3 separate regions of the Mus musculus genome follow, and all the other regions are linked to region 2. The links are chromatin contacts, called in public HiChIP or PLAC-seq maps. All regions are on one chromosome and are shown on one strand. Each heading gives the region's core, a stretch centred on a gene start, on an enhancer-like site or on the middle of the called end of the contact. The rest is flanking DNA. Distances are from core to core; before and after follow the strand shown. Region 1 overlaps Pparg (peroxisome proliferator activated receptor gamma). Region 2 overlaps Cand2 (cullin-associated and neddylation-dissociated 2 (putative)). Region 3 overlaps Pparg (peroxisome proliferator activated receptor gamma).

What was found. HiChIP or PLAC-seq counts read pairs in DNA pulled down with a chosen protein or histone mark.
Region 1: a contact with region 2 is called in a FOXA1 HiChIP or PLAC-seq map of pancreatic cancer cells. The contact joins two enhancer-like sites. A contact is called at or near these places in 3 of 39 promoter capture datasets (the 3T3-L1 cell line, 3T3-L1-derived adipocytes and hippocampal neurons), 1 of 115 datasets of contacts at active chromatin or transcription factors (pancreatic cancer cells) and 1 of 9 other capture datasets (embryonic stem cells).
Region 3: a contact with region 2 is called in an HNF4G HiChIP or PLAC-seq map of pancreatic cancer cells. The contact joins two enhancer-like sites. A contact is called at or near these places in 1 of 39 promoter capture datasets (3T3-L1-derived adipocytes) and 1 of 115 datasets of contacts at active chromatin or transcription factors (pancreatic cancer cells).

The regions. Positions count from the first base shown.
Region 1 is chr6:115,461,091-115,465,224 of GRCm38.p6, forward strand. Pparg (peroxisome proliferator activated receptor gamma) reads left to right here. Exons shown (of 8, transcript NM_001308354.1): 6 at 1,996-2,195. Among named protein-coding and RNA genes, the nearest start is that of Gm36301, 56 kb to the right of the region's middle. Within about 2 kb of position 2,086, at least 94 of the 459 cell types and tissues checked have an H3K27ac peak or open chromatin away from gene starts, as enhancers often do. A contact at or near this core is called in pancreatic cancer cells, where this site is marked.
Region 2 is chr6:115,801,553-115,805,889 of GRCm38.p6, forward strand. It overlaps Cand2 (cullin-associated and neddylation-dissociated 2 (putative)), which reads left to right. Exons shown (of 15, transcript NM_025958.2): 14 at 297-404; 15 at 2,085-4,003. The coding sequence ends at 2,312. Rpl32 (ribosomal protein L32) reads right to left here. Exons shown (of 4, transcript NM_172086.2): 4 at 3,962-4,136. The coding sequence ends at 4,007. Among named protein-coding and RNA genes, the nearest start is that of Snora7a, 4.4 kb to the right of the region's middle. Within about 2 kb of position 2,114, at least 67 of the 459 cell types and tissues checked have an H3K27ac peak or open chromatin away from gene starts, as enhancers often do. A contact at or near this core is called in pancreatic cancer cells, where this site is marked.
Region 3 is chr6:115,477,575-115,482,125 of GRCm38.p6, forward strand. All of the region lies in intron 7 of Pparg (peroxisome proliferator activated receptor gamma), which reads left to right. Among named protein-coding and RNA genes, the nearest start is that of Gm36301, 40 kb to the right of the region's middle. Within about 2 kb of position 2,922, at least 182 of the 459 cell types and tissues checked have an H3K27ac peak or open chromatin away from gene starts, as enhancers often do. A contact at or near this core is called in pancreatic cancer cells, where this site is marked.

The DNA.
Region 1 (4,134 bases), core at 836-3,335, 340 kb before region 2:
TTGAATAGGTCATGTGCAAAGGTTATATTTAGAAAATGTATCTAAACATATGCTGATCTAATGTAAACTGAGAGGCAAACATCTTTTCCCCTCTAACTCCAAGCAAGGTCTCTTAAGAAGCCCCTGTAGGGCAATAGTTTTATTAGTGATAAAGTATAGGGCCAACTGAGATGAACTTACACATTTGAGACTCGAGGACAAATCAGTCTTTTCTCTAAAACAAAATTTGCTGGGCATGGTAGTGACCTGTAATCCCACCAACTAGAAAGGTTGGTGCAGAGGAGTTTCACATCCTGGGCCACATTGTGTTATGCCCAAGACCTAGTCTCAAACTATAAAATACAATAAAAATAATATGAACTGAGTTGTAGCTCAGTGGTAGAACATGAGTTCAGCATGCACAAGACCCAAGACTCAATCCCCAGCACCAACGATTAAATAAAGTCACTGAACAGATAGAAATGTTCCTGTATACCTTGTCTTATGATAAATATACTATCTTTAGTGTAAGAATAAAAACCATCCACCTGGAGCTGGAGAGATGGCTTAGCAGTTAAGAGCACTATCTGCTCTTGCAGAGGACCCAGGTTTGATTCCCAACTCCCACATAACAATTAACATCTGTCTGTCACTCCAATTCCAGGGAACCCATTGCCCTCTGCTGGCCTCCTCAGACATTAGGTACACACTGTGATGCAGAGATGCAGGCAAATTCACACAATTTTTTTTTAATTTTTTAACATCTCAAAAACAAACAAACAAACAAACAAAAAAAGCACAAACCTGTTGGTTCTCATATTCAGCAACATTGATTGAGTTCTACCAAGTACTAAGATATATGTAAATGTGCCCCAACCTTTGCTCACAAGTAGCCTATCATCTAAGTAAAAGAGCCCACCATCATCTTGAGTGTCACATAGAATGGTGCTCAAGATACTACTAAGTATGAGAGCAAGATGTTCCACTGGAGAAAAGCAGTGTCCTAAAGAGAGCTAGCTCAACAAAGAATGGTGTCAAAGAAACATTACTCAAAGGGACATTTTATAAGTAATATCAGACCAGGAAGTAGGAAATTTTATGCAAGTTAGAAGTCTATAAACAGATTACTATTTATTTAATTTTTTTGGGGAAGGCCTTGCACATGCCAAGCAAGGGTTCTGTGCCCAAAGGACACCCCAGCTCACACAGGTCAATTCCTACATTAGGCCCTACAGTCTGTCTTAAGTCTTTGCTTTGCATTCACACTTCCTCACTCCTTGAGAAGCCAAATTAAAGGTATTCTGATGAACCTCATTAAGGGGGAATTCTGCAGAGTTAGGGGGTAAGTCAGTTTCCATCCATTTAATGTCCAAGTTCCCTGGTCTTTCTTTACAACAGAAACGGATAGCTCATATGAACTGACTGAGAACAGGGCCTATGTTTGTACAACTTGAACTTCTCCGTAACTGTTTAATTCATGAAACACAAAGATGCTCCTGCCGTACCTTTTATGAAGTGCAGAGGTTACCAAGATAATTATGACAGTGTCCCTGTCTGCAGGACATTGTTCTACAGAGGGGTTAGAGGTATAAAAAGTCATAATTATAGTACAGTGTGAACATTTTGATTGTTGAAATGCTTAGGGTTGGGGGAACACTGGGAAGAAATAATTAGCTGTACTTGAAAGCTCTATAAAGATGACTTTGCATCTTTGGATAGGAGTTGTCTCTCGATTCATGTTTAAATGAATATGTATTCCTGTTTGCTAGCGGATCCTTCCAATTTCCTAACAGGATCGTATGTTGCCTTTTTTAACTGAAGAAGTAAATAAGTTAATTTCATTTGTCTGTGCTACTGTTGCGAAATAAAAACATGAGCAAAGTGGTAGATAGAAGGCAGAACCAGCGCCGGGTGGAGAGAGGGACTCTCAGTGTGGGAACCAAGATTAGGGAGAGCACAATGCGGAGCCCTAGTAATGATCCAATGATTCATCCTGTCATTCCTCTTCCTCTGTAGCCATCAGGTTTGGGCGGATGCCACAGGCCGAGAAGGAGAAGCTGTTGGCGGAGATCTCCAGTGATATCGACCAGCTGAACCCAGAGTCTGCTGATCTGCGAGCCCTGGCAAAGCATTTGTATGACTCATACATAAAGTCCTTCCCGCTGACCAAAGCCAAGGCGAGGGCGATCTTGACAGGAAAGACAACGGACAAATCAGTTAGTTCTCTTCTGCTCTCTTCACTGGGGGAGGCTGGGGCTGGGGGTTGTTTCCTTTGACTAAATGATTTGCTTTGGTGCACATGCATATGCAAAAACAAACAAACAAACAAACAAAAAACAGCTCAGCTGCAGGCTGTTAAAATCTAGTGGCAGGCTAGGTCCAAAACACAGGAAATGTCTTCAAATAGGATAAGTAAACATTGTTCTGAAAAGGGAGTAAGTCCTCCAAGCTGTAATAAAAAACCTTTGAGAGTAATACAAGAGCTCATAGGTCATCTCTACACTCATGAATGAACGTGAAGCCTTCCAGTCACAAGAGTGTCTCAGAAGCCGTGCAGGAGGCTGAGCAGGTGTGTTAAGCTGTTGTGTCCCACTTCTACCTTTCAGTTTTTCTATGGTCATTTGTCCCAGGTCCAAAGTGGGCACAAAAGTACATCAGGATATCATGAGACCTATTTCCTTACAGTACCTAGCTTTATTCCTGGGAAACTGGAGGCTCTGGCCTTCTATTATATACATGAGTTCTACTTTCTGCAAGGATCTAAGTTGCCTATGCTACTCCAATGGAATGGTTGGTTGCTTGCTTGCTTGCTTGGTTTAGTATGCTAACTATTGGATTGAATCCCAGGCAAGCATGTTGGGTACATGTGTGCTAGAACTAAGCTACAGTCCCAAGCCACAAAAGTATTCTTAAGTACCTGGAGATTCTTTGACTGATATTGTTTAGCAATTCATAATAGATGAAAATTATCATTGAATCCAGTTTTCTAGGAAGCAGAAAGCTTCTGATAGGAAGTTGAGAATCAACATCAAATTACATTAAAATAAAACCTCAATGCTGCTCCCCAGTCCACCAGCAGCTGCAAGTGTGCACTGGATTGGGCTCTTCAGGTCTTTCAGCCAGGGTCTGGCTTTGATGTCTATGCTATGATGAATGTCCCTAGGCAGTAGGAGCTACAAGTCCCATGCAGAAGACCTGGATCCAGCTCTTGAAAACCCTGTGTGTGGTCAGTTACTTTCATGGCCAGGAGAGCCAGTCAACTATTAGGTGGATACATGTAACTTGATGACCATTTAGATTTTAGAAGAAAAAAATCGTATTATCTCCTAATGTGTTTTGAGGACTATCTCAGGTTATTTCTTTCGTTTTAGATAAATGACTTCGAGTGGAATCAGCTAGTAGCTATGAGAAAGCCACATGCCAGTAAGAACAGTTGAGTTTCTCCCTGCAAAAGAGGTGATTGATACTTTCACAGTGATACACAAGGCCCTAGGCACTACAGTTTCCAAGTATTTTACACATTCTTTACACTCGAGCTCAGGGTCCTCTGAAGGCTGCAATTGTTTGTTATTATCTTCATTTAAGAAGAAGGAACTGAAGTGGAGAGGGGCAAGCACATAGAAACCCCAAGGCCATGACATAAGCTCCCTGACTTCTAGTTGGGAGCATTCTCAGCATGCTATTCTAGGACTACAGAACACGAGTCACAGTACCATGGGCTCTGTGCACTGTGTACCAAAAGTAGCCATGGCAAGAGACACACAAGTGAAGCCTCTGCAGAGCTAATTTGATTACAGAGGATAAGCCTACTTCACCGGCAGAAAAGTAAAGAAAGACTGCAGAGCCACATGACTAAGCAGAATTAACACTTGAAGGCAAATTGCAACAGCTTACCAAGAACAGGTGCAGGAAAGAGGGCTGGAGTCTGGGATCTACCTAACTGGGGAGGGAGGCGGTTGCTGAAAGGCAAGCCAGTTCAGTTTTACCTAGAGCCACTCATCTTGCAGGCTCTGGGTTCTTATTGTCATAACCTCAAGTTCACACCTGAAATCCATGCTGGAAATCTTATCAATTTAGTACTACTTAAAGGCTAGGGGAGGAAGAGAGAGAGAGAGAGAGAGAGAGAGAGAGAGAGAGAGAGAGAGAGAGAGAGAG
Region 2 (4,337 bases), core at 864-3,363:
CAGTGTCAGTGCAAGCCGAGGAGCTGCTTGGTTCCTTCCCAGCCTGTGCCAGGGGCATGTGAACACGTGCCTTTTGTTATCCAGCCATCCTCACACAACTAAAGTTAGCTGGCAAGATTCAGCATCATGGTGTGCATCTATAATAGGAACCTGAGACCCAGAGAGGTGGGAGCCCTGGGCAGGGCCCTAGAGGGACTTGGTTGTCGGTTTGTGGGGTACAAGCCAGAGCTTCCATTGGGTCTGCTGCTCTGTCTGGGTGCTGTTTCACCATGAGCTCCATCTGCTTCCTTGGGTAGATGCTGACCTTCATCATGTTGGCCCGACTGGCCACTCTTTGTCCTGCACCTGTCCTGCAGAGGGTGGACCGGCTCATCGAGCCACTCAGAGCCACCTGTACTGCCAAGGTAAGCCCTGCCCTGCCTGGACCCTGGAGTGCCTGTTGACTTTAGTCATCACTCACTGGACCATGTGCACTGCAGTGCTGGGCTGGCTGTTGCCCCAGTCTACACAGCTTCCTGGGCTGGGCTGTGAGATTCCTTCATTAAATACTTCCTGGGTGCTGGCCTGGGAGAGGGATCCAGGGTATAACACTCCACATACTAGCTTCCCCACACAGTCTATGCAGATCCCAGTAGGGAGCAGGGCCTGCCTCCTATGGTTGATTGATTGGCTAGCTACTCCTGCTACTACAGAGCAACTGCTAACACAGAGTGCAAGGTCTTCTGGAAAGTTGTAATATTGGGAACAGCCTGGCACACTCAGGGTCCTGGTGGAGACCTGTTGAATGAAAGAACTCTGTATGTGTGTGAGTGTGTGTGTGTGTGGTGTTTCTGGAAAGTTGTAATATTGGAAATAGCATGGCACACTCAGGGTCCTGGTGGAGACCTGTTGAATGAAAGAACTCTGTGTGTGTGTGTGTGTGTGTGTGTGTGGTGTTTATGTGTTGTGTATCTGTGGAGGCCAGAAGTTGACTTCAGTGGTCTTCCTTGATCTCTCTCTGCCTTCTTTCTTCTCCTTCCCCCTTCCCAGACATGGTTTCTCTGTGTAACCCTGGCTGTCTGGGAACTCTAGAACTGACATCTGACTGCCTCTGCCTATTAAAGGTGTGCCCCACTATTGCTAAACTGGGTGACCATGAGCTGCAGGGATCTGCCTGTGTCTAACACCCACCAACTTCCACATCCAGCTCTTGTGTGGGATCTGAACTTGGGTTTGTACAGCAAGTACTTCACCACTGAACCATCTCCCTAGTCCCTGATTGGAGTTTTAAGATTTACTCAAAGGACCAAGAATTTCAGTCTTTAGGCAAGACTCAGAATAGTGGTTTTGTTACCCTTTTTTAAAAACAAACAAACAAACAAACAAACAAACTGTTCTCCAGGTTAGCATCAAATTCCTGAACTTAAGTGAGTCCTTCCTCCTGTCTTGCTTTCCATGTAGCTTGTGTCTTGAGGCACATATTGTTATTTTTTCATTTTCTTTGTGTGTATGTAGGGGATATTGGGGGGGGGGGGGGCGGGGACGACAAAACACAGACACTCTGGTAGCCCAGCCTGGCCTTAAACTCAGTATACAGCCAAAGGTGACATGAATTTCTGGCCCTGATGCCCTTGCCCCCAAGTGTTGGGAATACCAGCTGTGTAGTACAGCAGATTGGTGGATGCTGGATCAGGTCCCCTCTTCCCTACTCAGATGTGGATATCTAACTCAGGACTTTGTGCGTGCCAGGTGAAATACTCTACCAACTGAGCCACATACCCAGCCCCAAAGTTGTGATCTTCAAATAGCAGCACAGTAGTAGAAAAAAAATGAAATCTGATTATGCATCAGATTGAAATTAGGCCTTTATTTGAAACCTATGTTTAAGGCGGGCGTGGTGGCGCACGCCTTTAATCCCAGCACTCGGGAGGCAGAGGCAGGCGGATTTCTGAGTTCGAGGCCAGCTTGGTCTACAGAGTGAGTTCCAGGACAGCCAGAGCTAAAAGAGAAACCCTGTCTCGAAAAACAAAAAAAACAACAAAAAAAAAGAAACCTGTTTAGAATGGGTAACAGAGACTCAGTAAGGACACTGTCTCCCTCTGCAGGTCAAGGCTGGTTCTGTGAAGCAGGAGCTGGAGAAGCAGGAGGAGCTGAAGCGCTCAGCAATGCGGGCAGTGGCCGCCCTGCTGACCAACCCTGAGGTGCGCAAGAGCCCCACTGTAGCTGACTTTTCCGCCCAGATCCGATCCAACCCAGAACTCACCACCCTCTTCGAGAGCATCCAAAAGGACACAGCCTCCGGCCCCAGCACGGACTCTATGGAACTCAGCTAGCTGCCCCCAACACAAGTCTCCCTTCTTATCCCAATAGGCCTTGGCCTCTTCTGTCCTTCCCTGTCAGCCTCAGTGCCTTTGCTAGGGCCCCCTGCTCACAGCCCCAGTGCCAAAGCCGGGCCCACCAACTCAGGACGTTCATTCACGAGCGTCATGTCCCACCACCTTTACACTGCACCCCTCCACTCACTTAGGAGCCAGAATTGGCCTATGCCCAAGACCAGAAGGCAAGCAGGGGGTTGACTTCCTACTTCACTTACTCTGAAGTCCAAATGTCAGTTAGCACCCTGAACCTAGCCATGGGTAGGGTATGTAGAGCCCATACAAGAGAACCAATTTATACTTAGTGCCTCATTAGTTAGCAGAGTGAGAACTGTTTACAGGGAAGATAGTGTGGCTCATTGGCCAGGTGTAGGTCCACTGTCTCAAACATCCCTAATCCCATCACCCAGGAGTGTAACAGTCGGCTTGTGCTCTTCCCGACTTTGTAGTTAGTACTGAAAATTTAAGTATAAATGACAGGTTTTGATTTTTAAGACATTGTTTCTCTTTGTAGCCACATATGGCCCAGACTCAAATCCACCTGCCTGGAATTAAAGCCAGCTGAGGCCAGTTATCTGAGTTAATAACATATACAAAGCTCTCCTCACAGGATTCTTATCCATATTGATTCAGTCCTGGAAATAACAAGGCCGATGGCATAGACCTGTTATCCTAATTCCTTAGGAGGCTGAGGCTGGACCACACACTCAGGTCGTAGTGAACAAATTTAAGATCTACCTAAAAGCAACAGGGCAGGATAGCTCAGTACCACGCCCTCCTGGTAGCAACAACTTTCTAACCTGTCCTAAAGGACCCTATGCCTTCGGGCAGACATATATACAGGCAAAACACCAAAGTTTAAAATAGCTCAGTTGTAGAGCACTCTCCAACACTACAGCAAGATGATAAAACCTCATTTCTACAATGAGAACAAAAGCTTAGTAATAAAAAGGCTGGGATGTCTTTCTCTCCAGTCATTTAAGTGTCACCCGTGACAGTCAACCCTTCTGAACTCCATTACTGTTTCAAAAGAACAGCGAGCCAGAGATTGGCCTAGATACAGATGGCACTGCCCTTGTAGTGTCCCACGTGGCAGAAGTATTTATCAGTCTCATGAAGTTCTAATATCCTCCAAAGACAGGATTGTCAATCCTGACTGATTGAGGCCAAGCAGGCCAGTTCCATGAAACTAAAGGCTTCATCAAAAAAGTGCCTTAAGCCGGGCAGTGGTGGCGCACGCCTTTAATCCCAACACTTGGGAGGCAGAGACAGGCAGATTTCTGAGTTCGAGGCCAGCCTGGTCTACAAAGTGAGTTCCAGGACAGGCAAGACTATACAGAGAAACCCTGTCTCGAAAAACAAAAAAAAAAAAAAAAAAAAAAAGTGCCTTAAGCTAGAGCCCATGCTAGAGTTGGGACAGGGTTGAGAGCAGAGGTTTGTCTGGTCCCCAGACTCAAGTGTACCTACACTGTAGAGGGTCAAGGCCTTTCCCCTCTTCCACCTGCAGCCAACCAAGACTAGCATGGGATTCTGAACCCTGCTGTCTCCCCCAGAACAAGCAGCAAAGAACAATCTCCAGTTACCAAAAACATAGAAAATACGACGGCAGGTTTTGTGATTTTATTTAAACATAAAACATGCACACAAGCCATCTACTCATTTTCTTCGCTGCGTAGCCTGGCGTTGGGATTGGTGACTCTGATGGCCAGCTGTGCTGCTCTTTCTACAATGGCTTTTCGGTTCTTAGAGGACACATTGTGAGCAATCTCAGCACAGTAAGATCTGAAAGAGAAGCAAACCAGGAAAGGTCACCAGGGAAATGGCTTAATTCTTCCTCACACTGAGTAACCCAGAATTCTTCCACTGGAGCCAAAGGCTTCCAGTGCAACCACTGTAAGGTACACAGTTCAAGCAGCGTGAACAACAAACACTGCCCGTGTTCCCTCAAAGTGTTGACAATCTGTCCTAATGAACACATTCCCA
Region 3 (4,551 bases), core at 1,672-4,171, 320 kb before region 2:
CTGGCACTCTCCAACAGGAAAAAGCTCTTGTTAATTCAGAGAAGCTTGGAATCTATTTTGATTTGTCCTAAACTTTTAAGATATGAGGGAGGAAATCCACTGGATTTTACAATGTATTTTTCAAGGCAAACTGCCACTGCTGTCTGAGTGACAGAGAAACTGCAACTATCCCTACAGCAGCAACAGATGGCAAGTCATCAACCCCCTCATTTACCCTCTAGAGTCCGGCTTCTGCCAACCACCTACAGAGTGTCCCCTGCTCTTTCCAGAAGACCAGCAATGTTCCTTCTGTAAGCAGCTTGGGACGGCTGTTCTTTGAGTGACTAGCTGGTGAGTAGGTTGAAGGAGGTTATGCTCCCATAGTTATACACTTACCCATGAAGGAAGACTTGATAGTCTTTGTCAATTTGACCTTGCTATGTCAGGTCAAAAGCTTGGGCCCCAGGACCTCATCATGGACCATGGCCAGTGGATGTATTTGTTGATTCATTAGACTTAAAACAGAGTCAAAGACAACACCTGGAGTAAGTTGACAGATATTTATAATAAATGAAACAGCAGCAGTAGTCCCTATTTGTTGAATGTCCCAAACATCCAGGACATGTGCTCTATTCCTAGTCTTGTATCTATCTTTGCTGAAGCTCTGGGCAGCCTATACCCCAGTTTACAGATGGAGAAAATGGAACTTCAGAGACTCAAGCCACTTGCCTATAGTCACAGAGCTAGTAATTGATAGAGCCAAAGTTCACACCCAGTAGTATAGGCAGGCTGGTACCAGAGATGTAGCTTGGTGACAAAGTTCACATTGAGCATGTGCAAAACTGGGCATGTTCAATTTCCAGCACTGCAATCATCATCACCACCACCACCACCACCATCATCATCATTACCATCACCATGTACTTCCTTCGAAATTCTGTTGCCTTTTGAGTAATTGAGATAAAGATCTTAATTACCTTGCTCTTAGAGTTCTTTAGAGGCTATCAAAATATCATAATTAAGAACGTTCATATACTGTTAATGATATCCAATGCCCTCTTAAGACATAATTTAAGTAACTAGCAATCATTTTGCCCACTGAGCAGCCATCTTCCCAAACCCTTTGCTTGGTTTTGAAAAGTGCTGGGAAAAGGCCTCCGGCTGCTGATACAGTGAATGCCAGTGTCAGAGTTCTTACATTTGTCATGTAATGAGCACCTGAACACAAGCATTTGCAAAGCTTCCCACAAAGGTAGACAGTAAACTTCAAATGGCTAAAAAAAAACATGTTTCCACTTAACCAGACACTGTCATATGCCAGGTCATAAGAGATGTAAATGGTTACAAAGGAAAGTTATAAATACAGGCTGGGGGATTGTTGGGTTGGTGAAGTGCTTGCTGTGCAAGCATGAGGACCTGAGTTCAGATCTCCAGCACCCATGTAAAAAGCCTCCTGCTGTGGCATGAGTATAAAGCCAGCACTGGAAATGCAGAAATAGAAAGATCCCTGTGCGTTGCTTGCCAGCCATCCTAGCCGAAGCATCAAGCTCCACTTTCAGTGAGAAACCCTTTCTCAAGAAAGTAAGGTGGGGAGTAAGGAAGATGCCTGATGCCAACCTCTGACCTCATGTACACAGGGTCAGGTGGGATTGGGTGAGCACAGACATACACGCACTGGTGAGAGGATTTAAAACAGTTAAATACCATCAATACCATCCTGTGTCTTCGTTTCTCGTGCTCTAGAGGAACAACTGAGCACAGGGACACTTACTCTGTGTAGGCAGACAGATAGATACTTGCTCATGGCCATTGCAAAGCACCTCATTCAACAGCTCAGACCCAGTGAGCCACTGCAGATAACTTGGGGCAGAAGGACCAACTGACTACAAGGTTGGGCGTATTCCTCCACCCTGGACCTCAGTTCCCCTTCAGTTCTTGAGTATACGTGCCATGCTTCCATTTTACTACAGAGTGATTTCTGTGAGTTACAGTGCACAGTATAGCACATATCTCTGGAAAAACAGGCTTTATGTGTCTCAGGGGAGCTCCACATAGTCATACTTTGACTCTACTCAGCCCAGAGCCTTTATACCCCTTTTAGTCAGTGAATGTCTCCCATAGTTGTTAAGTGAAAAGGACACAATATCCAAACTACTTTGAAACTAGACATTAAAAATAACTATAAATAGCAATAGGCCAACACTTTTGTGTATTTAGTAGTCCTGGGGATTGAACTTATGGCCTCATGCATGTGAGCACAAGCTTCCCTATTGAGCTACAGTCTCAGCATTATGCCAGCTTCCTACTTCTTCTATGCCAGCTAAATATTTAACTTCCTTCCCAATTGAGAAAGTTGTTTTTCCATGTCTTCTTCAGGTATTAAAAATAAACAAGGGCATCTAATTTCTCTTGAGCTGGACATCCAGCATTAACATGTCTCCTGTCCCCCATCAGGAGATGGTCATATCACAGAGTAATAGCTGGTTTACTAAGGACTAGCATATCTAATAGGCTCCTACCTACACTGTGCATGAGATTAGCAGAATGGCCTTGAATAATGACTCACTTTGAGTTATCTAGAAATGTCCCATTAGTTCTCTGTTTTCATAACCTCATGCACTTGGTATGACAGGGGTGAGGTATATTTATGAGTTTGCAACTGGCACCTAAACACTAAAAACCAGAGAGCTGGGGGCAAGGATGGGGTAATGGAGAAAATAGTGAAACATCTTAGAGTCACCCCATAGATAGGCATACATGTGAGAATCTATGTGCAGGCTCTTGTTTGGAGAGGATAGAAGACCCCTTATCTGTAACTGCTCCAGAAATAAAACTTCCTCCTCCGCCCTGGCTAAGTAGGCCGCCATCATCTCGGGACTGAGCAAACAGTGTTGTCTGAGGCAGACAGGACTGAAAGTGGAACTGCTGAGTCACTCCTGTCCACACTGGCAGCCAAGGAAGAGGCTCCTTAGCCAGTCATAAGAGATGTGGCTTTTCAGAGCACTTTATCATTTTGGACTCTCAAAATGTGTGTTTAAACTCTGGGTGACCCAGGCAGCCTTCCAGATGGGCACCATTCAGCTGCAAGTGGGGAAGGGTGAATGCAGGGTCCTCAGGTCACCTAACAGAGAGGTTGGGCAAGGGATGGGGGTGGGAGGAGGGCGTAAGGGCTGTGCTGCAGCCTAAACAAAACTTCTCACCTGCTACTGCAGCTCTGGATAGGCCAGGGAGAAAGCTCCAGAATCACACACAAGAGTCCAAAAGCCCCACTCCCCCACTTCCTAGATGTGCGGTTGCAGCAATTATTGACCTCCCTGGGCCTTAACTTCCTTATCAGCTCCCCAAGCAAGTAAAATAGCATTATATGAAGCTTTTGGCACTGTGCCTGGGACACTGCTAGGCACACAGTGAATGCTAATTTCCCCTTTCTCCTCTGTGATATCATTTGAAGTAGCTCCACTCCATCCTGCCAGTCAAAAGGCTTAAAATTCCACCAACCGTCCTTAAAATCCTTCCTACAATATAAATACCCCTAGGGAGCTCTCAACTAATCCTTTTATCAGCTATCACTTTAAGGGGATTAGTTGCAGATCAAGAACAAAACCCAAAGGGAAAGAGATACAGAGAAGGAGGAGGAGCCAAAGAAGGAGGATCAAAATCCCCTAATCCTGGGCCCCCAAGGAGACAGGGGAAGCTAGGACTGTGGATTCTCCCACCCAGAATTCCCTTGACTTTGCAGGAAACTAAGGTGTTTAGAAAGTCATATCTATGGTTTACAATCACAAGTTCTTCAGAAAGGAGAGGAGAGGAGAGGAGAGGAGAGGAGAGGAGAGGAGAGGAGAGGAGAGGAGAGGAGAGGAGAGGAGAGGAGAGGAGAGGAGAGGAGAGGAGAGGAGAGGAGAGGAGAGAGAGGAGTGGGAAATCTGAAGTTGATAAGGCTACTGTCTCAAGTTTGCTGGTTTGCTGTCATGGATCTAAAGTCACAGAGTTGCTCTTAACCCTTTTCTCAGCCCTTCCTCCTTTGTTCCCTTTGGCAGAGCCACCAGGTACATTGAGGGCAGCAACGTGTCAGGCTGGAGGGGGCCTCGGAAGAGGTTACTCTCCTATTTCCTTCCACTAACCCTTCTTCCTCTACCTATACTCCCAGCCCCAACCAGCTACCAATCCTGATAGAATTGCTCAAAACACGGAAAGCACAGAATTGAAGCAGAGCACATGGCTGAGCCTTGAGTGACTAGTACAGCAGAGCTAGAAGGATCACAAGGACTGCCCAGGGCCAAGACAGAACTCAGAAGACCCACTTCCATCCTCAAAGACCTTGAAATAGAATTAATCCCAGGTCTATTCCCTGGGGGCCCTGTAGAGGGACAGACTAGCTTTGACCAGATCTAGAGAAGGTATCACCTGCCTTTTCAGTGTTCCTGTTCAGGAGCTGGCTCTGTGATGATGGGGACTGAGGAGTGTTAATGTGGAGCTGCTAGCTGATGGACAGATAACAGATTTCATTGTGGTTTTCCCCTTCTGCCATTCTGCTAAACCTATTGTTATCCAACATAGAGAAAGCATTGATTA